2 separate regions of the Triticum aestivum genome follow, and region 1 is linked to region 2. A link is a contact called in public Hi-C data. All regions are on one chromosome and are shown on one strand. The core of a region is the stretch at or near the end of the contact, and the rest is flanking DNA. Distances in the headings are between cores, read along the strand shown. Region 1 holds the start of LOC123078978 (60S ribosomal protein L37a-1). Region 2 holds the start of LOC123078977 (YTH domain-containing protein ECT1).

What was found. Hi-C and Micro-C count contacts between places; a contact is called where the count stands out from the background.
Region 1: a contact with region 2 is called in a Hi-C map of leaf, with 6 times the contacts expected there. The contact joins the promoter of LOC123078978 here to the promoter of LOC123078977 in region 2. A contact is called at or near these places in 3 of 5 Hi-C or Micro-C datasets (all in leaf).

The regions. Positions count from the first base shown.
Region 1 is chr3D:373,589,594-373,594,919 of IWGSC CS RefSeq v2.1, forward strand. It overlaps LOC123078978 (60S ribosomal protein L37a-1), which reads left to right and starts at 3,899. Exons shown (of 5, transcript XM_044501644.1): 1 at 3,899-4,035; 2 at 4,678-4,717; 3 at 4,799-4,887. The coding sequence starts at 4,033.
Region 2 is chr3D:373,177,909-373,183,351 of IWGSC CS RefSeq v2.1, forward strand. LOC123078977 (YTH domain-containing protein ECT1) reads right to left here and starts at 2,148. Exons shown (of 9, transcript XM_044501642.1): 1 at 1,787-2,148; 2 at 785-849; 3 at 503-650; 4 at 349-416. The coding sequence starts at 1,823.

The DNA of each region.
Region 1 (5,326 bases), core at 2,649-5,148, 410 kb after region 2:
GCACTGCAGAGTTTTTCTTAAGCGATGTTTTCATTTTTTTGAGACAAGAGCAACGTTTTCGTTGTTGTTCAGAGGAGAGCAGGGTATTAACTGGGCGGGTTGTGGCCCGTCTAGCCCAGGCCAGATATCCAGCCCAGATATTAATTTTTTTAAGCTGAAAATGGCTAGTCCAACTATACTTTTTTTGAGGAATACCCAGGCAAGGTCAACTTGTTATTCTCCGCCCCGCCGGGCTGCAAATCTTTCCTAAAGCGGATGCATTAGGCTTAAAAAGAAAATGGGCTTTAAGAAATAATAAATGGGATGTAATTATAAAAACTGGGCTGTAACTATAAAAAATGCACCAAACACGTAATTAGTTTATAAAATATTATTTTTGGATTTTGAAAATTTTAATTTCATTAATTGTTGCGCGCGCAATGTTTCGTTGGATTTTTATGTAAGACAAATTTATATTGAAATTGTATTTAATCTGACTAGAAATTTAGGGATAAAAATATTTTGGATCCCATCAAAATATGGTAAATTCTATTGAATTCTATTTTGAACGGTTGGTTGAAATTATTAATCGTTATCCTAGCTAGAAAATGGGTTGTACTTTTAACAAACTGTAAATGAGCTGTAGTAAATTCATTAGAATTCAAAAATGGGCTGTACATTCTTACAAATCTCAAATGGGTTATAAGTTCTCTACCACACACCTGTGGGCCTACTAAATTGACGCGTCCCAAAAAAAAGTTGACGCGTATGCAAGGCTTTATCAACTTATAGTGAACACACGGTTTTAGCAACAGTGGCCGTTGGATGTCCATCCAACGGATGTTGTGCTTCTTCTTCAATCTCGGATATTCTAGCTTCACCCGCCCAAAAAATGATTTCTTCCCATGACATCTGGGGTGCACCGTTTCGGAGGCTGACCTGTGGGCCTACTAAGTTGACGCGTACCAAGGGCTTTGTCAACTTAGTCAATATAAACGATTCTAGCTGCAGTGACCGTACGATGTCCATCCAACAGCTGTCGTGCTTCTTCAACCTCTGGTCTTCTTGCTCCAGCCGCCCAAAGCAGCGCCGGTCGTGCCACCTGCTCCTGCCTCCAGTGGCCGGCTGTGCTGCCGCGGAGGCCTCACAGCCCCCTACTATTCCCACCGCTGGCCAGGCCGTGCGGCGACGGCAGCCTCACACCGCAATCGAACCAGTGAACCCTCGTACTCCTCTCCGCATGGGCATCCACTGCCGCGTCTTCCGTGGCTCCGCGTCGTTCCCTTCCTAGGCCCCGCCGTCGTCCACCGCCTTGGTGCTCTCGCCGTGGCGTGGTCAATATGGTCAACGAACGACTTCCATCGAAAGAGTACTGTACGTGGAGAGGCTGACAGCTGGGTCCATGGCCGCAGCAAGGAAGTGCCTCCTTATTACGCGGAAAATAATGATTCCTCCACCTGACAGCAGGGACCCACCGGACGGGCCACCGTATTTCGTGAAAAAAATATTTCTCCCTGACTGCTGGGACCCACGAGCTACATCTTCACACGCAAGGAAGTGCCTGGCAGTCGGGACCCACCTAGTCGAAGCGTACGTAGCGTTGTCATTCTGGTGGCGAACGTGTACGTACATACTGGTCGATCGGTCTATCTGCAGGCTGCAGCGATGAACCGTGGCCGAGTAAGGAAGGGCATGTGTCATAGTAATGGTGCGCACGTAGCATGTACACGTACGTACAACGGCCAGGGTGCAAGAAAGTAAATACGGCCACGTACGTACATACAGGCGGGGTCTTGAACGCCTACTCGCGCATACGTACGGCCAGGGCTTGTGTAAATGGCTGGGTCCGAACGGAGAAGCTGCGCCGTCGTCGTGATCATGGGGAGGCAACCGGCTAGGTCGGAACGGAATGCGTCGTCGTGTTCATCGGGAGCCAACCGGCTTGGACGGAACAGCCGATGGAAGTGAGGCCTGGCGTACCGCAGAACGGAGGAAACGGCCTTGTGTTCGACCGGCCACGGTCGAAACGGGGTCCTGTTGATCGGGAGGGGTGTGGCGTATCGCAAAACGGAGGAAACGGACTTGTGTTGGAGCGCTATGGTCGAAACGGGGGTCCTGTTCATCGGGAGGGGTGTGGCGTACCGTAAAACGGGACTCCACGGGATACTGTTCATCTCCACCGTCGACCTCCTCCAGCCTCCACGGGCTATTGTTCATCTCCACCGTCGACCTCCTCCAGCCTCCACCTGTGACTGTTCATCCACGGGCTCCTGTTCATCCAGCCTCCACCGCGCGCTCCTCCACCGGCTACTGTTCAACCAGCCCTCTTCTCGGGGTCCTTCAACCACCCCTCTCCACGGTGTCCTGTTCAACCACCCCTCCACTGGCTACTGTTCATCCAGCCCTCCACCGGCTACTGTTCAACCAGCCCTCCACCGGCTACTGTTCATCCAGCCCTCCACGGGGTCCTGTTCATCCAGCCCTCCACAGGGTCCTGTTCATCCACCGGCTCGATCGATCAGGGTGTTGTTCATCCAGCGGCAACGGCCTCTACTACCACGGGTTCCTGTTCATCCAACCCCCCACCGGGAACTGTTCATCCAAACCCCCCAACAACGCTCACTGTTCATCCATATGCAGCATCGATCAGCTTCAGTTAGCAGCAGTAGTGAAGGAATCACTCGGGTTCAGTTAACAGCAAGGGATCGATTGCTCAGGTTCAGTAATGTATCTAGTGCAATCGCTCGGGTTCAGTTAGAGCCCAACGCCTCGCACACACGCGTACGTACGAGAGGAACGCGCATCGCTCGGCCCCGACCATCCACCGTAACCGGGAACTCCCCCGATATTTTCCTCGCCATCGCTTCTACCACGATTTTTCCGTCATGGACGGCCCAAAGAATGTCATGCAACTGCGTCTCCGGCCCGCCCAGGATGAAAAGCCCATTTTTCTGTCATAATTTTTTGTCATAGAAGTAGGAGCCCACCACATCTATGATGATACCGGGTTTTGTCACAATTATCGTCATAGAAGTGTCATAAGTATGACATAATTTTTTTTTGTTCGGCCCAAAATGTCACGGATGTGTCTTTTTTTTGTAGTGTTGGGCCAAGTAGCATAGTTGTTGACATTATGATTCTGCTGGCAAATGAAGCAAGCTTTGGTTTTCACATAGTTCCCAACATCGTGACCAGGCCCTCCACAATTGAAGCATATCATATCCTTATACCTGGGGTCTAACACTTGCTCTACCTCACCATCTACAGCTTGAGACGCAGGAACTTGAGAGGACGTTGTTGTAGATGCAGTAGATTTGGATTTCTGTGCAGGCATAGGGTCCTTACCAGATGGAGCAGAAGCTCGCCTACGCTGCACGGGGGCTAGGGCACGTTGGGCAGGGCCTCGTTGAGATGCTGCCCCGGAGCTGGATCCAGAAGGACGACGCTCAGCCATACCCACACCTTGTTTCACAACTTCAGCAAACGAGCGCTTGCCATGGTCGAGCTGCCCACATTCTATCGAGGTCATTTCCTCATGGCTGCAGGACAAGGGGTAGCAACTGAAAGTCTGAAAGAACATATTTGATCTGTAGCACGTTTAGCGTATTGGAAAGAGCTATAATTGACACATTTAATTGATATCACATATGCGACAAACAAAGACACAAACACAAAACAAAGTGCATGCCAAGCTATGGAATCGACATTTATCTGGACTTTGATTTTTTAGGGGCTCGGGTACGAATATGTTAACATACAATTTTGTTTTTCTAAGAAAAAAATCTTTCCCGCTAAAAGAAAAACTAATTTTTCTAACCGAGTGAAGAAAGCCCACTCTGTACTACCACCTACCTGGAGTGTGATAAGCCCACCTATCTATCCACTTGACCCAGCCCACATGTAATAGTCCAGCCGTCGAAGGCCCACTTCCACGGAAACCCTAGCCTCCGATATATAAGCTCCCCTCTAGCGCCCCCTGCCCGAGCCCTCGCACGCGCGCCGCCATCTCCCCGCCTACGCCGCCGCAGCCGCCTCCTGCTACCCGCCGCCGAGATGGTACGTTCCTCTCGTACTTCCTTTCTCGGCAAGCTCTTACGACAGTGAAACACGTTTCAGTCTTGGATGCGGTATTTCTTAGGATCCATCCTGCAAGATCGTAGTGTTTCTAGGTGCGAAATCATGATTCAACAATTCGATTGTGTGTTACTAATATGTTGAGCTCTCTCGAGCTCCTCCCTTTCGACCACTCGTGTTAGCCCTGAGTTGTGCTTCGTGCTTTGTATGCAAACTTCCTCTGGGCCAATCGATGTGTTCTTCAATTCGCTCAGAACCTAGGTGTATTAGGATACTTCGCAGGTACTCAACCAGTCCCTTGGTGCACAAAATCTGCACTGGCATGGTGTTGTGGGCTTGTGGCTAGTAAGGTAGAATAGCATGGGAAAAGCCATCTGCGCAAGTGGTTTGAGTGGAGCATGCGATATTTTGTTTCGGGAAGGATACACACTGGATGTAATATCGGAACATTTTCGTTATCTAATGTATTAGTGTTTCGTTGATGTTAAGCTTTCCACATCCGAAGTTAATCAATTGCCCAAATTCGATGTTAAATGTGCATTAGCAGTTGCTTCACTGACTATATCATAATGTTCATTTTTATTATGCTGCTGTGTAATTTGTTGTTTTGCAATGTCTACTCAGACGAAGCGCACCAAGAAGGCCGGAATCGTCGGGAAGTATGGTATGCGCTTGTAACATTTGGCTCATTTACCTGTTTATGTGCTTCTGCTGTGTCCTGAAATTAGCCCTTGCAATGTTATAGGTACCAGGTATGGTGCCAGTTTGCGTAAGCAGATCAAGAAGATGGAGGTGTCTCAGCACTCCAAGTACTTCTGTGAATTCTGTGGGAAGGTATGTCTTCTGTCACCTACTTGGTTACACAAAGTGCATTGTGTGAATGCTATCTGCTATGTATGAACTGTTGTTGTTTACTGGGGTAGTACTGTACACTGACTACCTTTCCATGCACCTTCATACTCCCTCAGTCTGGAATTTCTTGTCGCATAAATGGATAAAAATAGATGTATCTAGAACCTAAAATATGTCTAGATACATCCATTTCTCCGACAAGTATTTATGGATGGAGGGTGTATTTATTAATGCTTGATGTGATATTTTGTATCGCTTTCTATGTTTTCTCTCTCCAAGTGATAGTTTTGCTATGTCAGTCGTAAATTCCTCTTGTCTTGTTATGTCATTACCCTGTAATATCTTATGCTAGCTGTGTTATCTTCTATTTGCAACAGAAGGTGTCCAATTTGGTTTTATTGTTGCCATTCTAATTGTAGTT
Region 2 (5,443 bases), core at 898-3,397:
CAGAATAAATTAATCATCTGTTCATGACAGCATATTGTGTGGTGACAACTAAAGCAAAAAAGATAAAATGTATATTTTTCGTAAAGGTTTGTAAAGATTCTTTTTGGCATGAAGATACTTATGGAAGAATAAAGAGTGATATTAACAACCAAAGCTGACACTTTCCCCAACATAGCAAAGGAAAGGCAAGGAAAAGATGGAAGCAAATAAGTGCAAAGCTAGCTGGTACCACCATACCACCATAGATGCACTAAGTGCAGCATTTTTTGGTTTTACACAGGACCACTTGTGACTACTGTAGGGAAGGCATATAACATGATTGATAAAGTACACTGTTTGATAACTTACTGTCGGTTGCATCTCCAGTCCATTCGATCCAGCATAGTAGCTACTCTCATCCCATCCTCCAAATGAGCCTAGAATAATGATCAAACCATCAAACTGAAAGAACAGTACCTCTGTTTCAGTACTTCAGATCATAGTACTGATCTATTCTACACACCTGGATAATAGTACCCGTAGTAATACATCCCTTGGTCCCCCATATAAGCTCCTTGGTTCATCTCAGTATCCTTGGCGGCAGTACTAGCTGCATCTGCCGAGGAAATGCATGATATTGCATCCGAAGAACCTGCGTCTTTTGCAGCAGGCTGCAAAGTTTGGGCACGAAAGGAATCAGCAAGGACACGATAGATATAGCTCAACCAACCAAACAAGGAACAATTCCTTGTACGCTAAGATAAGCAATGACTATACTATATGTATAGAGGAATGAGAATCTTACCAAGTTGCCGTTGCTTGCCTTCGTGCTAGCATCAATCTTCAAGTTCTCTACTGCCTCTTCTATAGCTGGAAGATACAAAAGTCAAGGCTTGCAAACAGAATATATGCTTGAAAGGCCATCGTCCATGAGTGAGAATAAAATAAGCCAGCAAGCCCAGATTGATAGATTAAAATGTCCTGAGTCCAATAATGCACAATAATTGCCTTCAATGAGGTCATCAAATCAGAAGATCTACAGCGATCATCTGATCGAGTGAAGAGACCATTACTTGAACGAGTTCATGTTTCGCAAACAGCATGCAGCAGCAACCGTATCCGTAAGTACACAAACCATATTATTGGTGTAGCTGTCAATAAATGGGAGTTGGCTCAGCTCTCACCATCTCTGAAAATCCGACATGTGAGGGATACCTAACAATTCTAATTCTGAATATAAAACAACAGAGACCTGCCATGGTATTGTAGGACGGCGAAACTCAATTATGTCAATAGCAGATTGAACTGGGTCGAACTATCCATGAAAAATGCTACGCACTCAACGATAATTCAGCAACATGATCCACCATTTATTTATTTTGAAACCGTGATCTGAAGGAGCACGCACAGATCAAAAAGTCCCTTAAAGCCAGATCAGAGCAAAAGCTTTTCCAATGCTTTAAATTAAACAAGTGTAAAGAAAGATGAGAAATCAGGTTGAGCACAGACGCCTGTCGATGAAAAGCAGAAACGCTAGTACCAAACTGAAAAAATAGAAACAAAATAGAAACAAAAAAAATCGAGAATTTTGATCGAAAACAGTACTGTAGTATCTCTGACGGATCAAAGAGAAACAATGGAGCTAGATGGCAATGGAACCGCCCAACTCACCAGCACTGGGATAGTTAGAAAATGAAAACAAATCAGAACACGGACGAATTCCACCGATCCAAGAACAAGACAAACCCAAGCCCGAGATCATGTATCGGATCCAGCTCCGGATGGATGGACAAGGAGCAAAGGATACGCTTGTGGGCGAGCGCGGTGTTGGGCTTGGGCTCCATGAGGCCGCACCAGAGGTCGCCGCAGAAGAAGCCGGGGCTACGCGTGTCCTCCAGCTCGACCGATGATTGGGCCCGGAGCAGGGACTCGCCGGAACCCTAGGCCGCTCCGGCCGCCTCCGCCGGAGGAGAAAAGGTAGCGGCGTCGGCGGGGTCGCGTGTGGTGTAGGGCGGGCGGCGCGGCCACGTGTGGGCGATCGGACGGCTGGGAAGGAAGGAAGGTGGGCGCGTGCGTTGTGGGGGCGGAGCAGCGAAGCGACGCGGCCGAAGCGGGCTCCTGAAATCTAGCGGCAGTTGGGGCGGGGCAAAGCAAGGCAAGGCAGCCGCTCCGCCTGTTGCGGCCGAATATTTGTAGCCTTTCAGCACAATACATTTCACCTTTTTCTCTCGTGAGATGAGATGAGATGAACTCGAAAGTGGTAGCATAGGAGGAGTTAATCATAGCATTCCACATACATCAGTAGAATTTCTATATGCATATGTTACAAATATAACAAAGAAAAAAAATGAGAGACAGCGTAACATGTGGTACTATCAGTTTTTTGAAGGAAAATATTGGTGGTTGCCACTAACAACACGAAGGTACGTACGACCATGAAAACGTGCCGTCAACTAATTCTGATCTGATGAAAGCTACCACCATCGCTCGGTTGTCAGTGGCGTAAACCCTGTGCTTTTCTTGATCCTGGCAAGTCAAGGTCGCGTGTGGTTTTTTTTTAATTATTTGAAAGCAATCGGCGAGAAACTACACCCAACCAACATGAACATCGAACGGTGTGCTCGCGCGGTCTACCACTAGATGTGTTTCGATAGATCAACGGATGCGTGACGGTGGCCTGATGGTGGGCATGAATGCCGGCCAAGATGAGGAATATCGGACTCTACAAAAGAAGGGCGAGGCATATTTTGGGCCTGGAGAAAAGAGGTGAAGAATATATGTGGTCCAGTCACGATCGGTACTAGAAAATTTATCGTTTCCTGGCGTGGGTGCTCCCGGGCACCTGACCTGACCGCGCAGGGGAGAAATGAGGCAAAACAAGCCGTGAGCCCAACAACGCCCGGTGAACTACCGGGCGGAGGGAATTCGGTCGGGGGCGGGCGGCGGTGCAATTTGCGCGCGGCGCGGATAGCCGGTGTGGCAGGCAAGAGGCGAGCCACGATAGTTGGCCTTTGGCATCGGGAGAGGAGCACGCGCCGCACCGCGTTATACACGAATTTAATCCCGTAAGAGCATCTACGCCGCGACCTGGCAAATCCGGGCCCCCGAACTCGTCCGCAGACGCGTACTTCTCAAATCTTGTCACCATATCCGTGTTTCTCATATCCGGTCCCTCGTATTCATACTAGCTCCATACTAGCATGCAACATTAATAAAAAAACAACGTAAATCATCACACAAATATAGAATCGGACAGAGAAATGCACATTCCGAACATCAAAAAGTCATCGACGCAAAAGGTCGCCAAAGTTCACATAATTCACATAAACGACGGACAAGTTTAAACTAGATTACTAAAAACTTGAAATTGAAGACGGAGACGGTGGAGATTCACCACTTCCTCGCCAGCCCTTTGCCCTCCCGGTCGCTGGCGCGACTGTAGGCGTCGGCGGCTGGTGGCGGATCGTCCGAGTCGTCGGACGAGGAGTCGTGGTGACCTCTGGTGCGCATGCATCCCGCGGCGGCGACGCACGGACTGCTCCGCCTCCCTCCTTTCCCTGTCCCGCTGCAGCTCGCGACGAGCGGCGCGCGCCTCTGATTTCGGCGTGCGCGTCCGGGCCAGCGAGGCATGCACAAGCACCCACCGCTGCCCACGTGGGGGTGCAGCAGCCAGCGGGGGCAAGAGACGGCGTAGAGGAGACGCGTGGATTGCGCAGGCCGCCTGTCGGAGCTGCGCAAGGGCTGGGAGGAGCCAGCACCGGCGTCCGAGCTGCGCCGACGGGGAAGCTGCGTCTGCGGCGAGGCTGCAGATCCGGAGCTGCCCCCGGTCTCCACCTTGGACCGCTCCAAGGCGATGCGGAGGGCAAACTCATAGTCTGGACCCAGCTCAGAGTCGGAGCGGCTGCCGGAGCTCGACATTGCGCCAGATTCGATTGGAATTGGCACGGGGAGAGGAGAGGACGGGGCGAGAGAGGAGAGTGTGAGTGAGCTAGGGTTTCGGAGTGATGAGCGGGTGGGTTTTTTTTGTGGGACAGTCGTGGGGTCGATGGTGGGTCGGGCTTGTCAAACGGACGCGCCCGGGCGTGCCCGGGCCACCCCGCATCCGCCCCATATTTGGGCTGGATGTGAGGGGTGACCGTCAGCCCGGGTGTTTGAGGCCCGTTTGAGGCTTCCGTCTGGGTCAAAAAATCATGACCGGTCAGTGATCGGGCGGGCCGACCGGACGTTTGAGGCCGGTTTGGGGCGCCCGACTGTAAATGCTCTAAGAGCATCTGCAACCGCACCCATACCCACTGCAAACACCCGAGCCGGCCCAAACGTCCAAACTGACCGACACTTCCCATACCCGGCCCATATATGGGGCGGATATGGGGATGCCCGGATGTAGGCACTACGTCATACTGATCGATAGGGCCCACGTAGGGTTACAGAGTGACCGCTGGTTCGACGGGCGCCTCCTTTCACTCGGTGTGCCGCCCGAGAGAGGAGGCTGGCTATTTAATCCAAACGGTGCCGACCGAACCCTATCTGCCCTATTTCTTCTCTTTTCTCCTCTCCACCGCCGCCTCTTCCGATCCGTCGCCCGCTTGCCATGCCGAGGCGCCGGCGCACCACGTACACGGCGCTAACGCTGAAGCGCCGGTTGCAGCTCCTAGAGGAGATTCGAGCCAGGTGCATGACTCATTTCACTACCGGCCTGCTTCCGGATTCGTCGAAGCCAGCGGAGGAAGATGATGACGAGGAGAAAACGGGGGAGGAGGAGGAGGGGGAGCAGAAGTAGCAGGGGGAGTAGCCGCCGGAAGCGTAGCCCCAGCCCATGGAGGAGGAGGTGGCGAAGGCGGAGCCGGCTACGGGCTTTGCCATGACAAGGTACGTGGTCGCCCAAGCGGCTTAATGGCGGAGCAGACCGCCGTCCTAGAGTCCATCCAATATGAGGCCTATGTCAAAGCCAACCGGCGGTTCATCCGGCAAGAACGGGCGGGCGGCAACCGACGCGCTTTTCGTCAAACTAGAGGCGGAGAAGGTGGAGCTGTTGGCGAACGTAGTAATTTCAAAAAAATTCCTACGCACACACAGGATCATGGTGATGCATAGCAACGAGAGGGGAGAGTGTGTCCACGTACCCTCGTAGACCGAAAGCGGAAGCGTTAGCACAACGCGGTTGATGTAGTCGTACGTCTTCACGATCCGACCGATCCAAGTACCGAACACACGGCACCTCCGAGTTCAGCACACGTTCTACTCGATGACGTCCCGCGAGCTCCGATCCAGCAGAGCTTCGCCGGAGAGTTTCGTCAGCACGACGGCGTGATGATGGTGATGATGATGTTACCGACGCAGGGCTTCGCCTAAGCACCGCTACGATATGACCGAGGTGGAATATGGTGGAGGGGGGCACCGCACACGGCTTGAAACAATCAACTTGTGTGTCTTTGGGTGCCCCTCCCCCCCCCCCCCGGCCCCC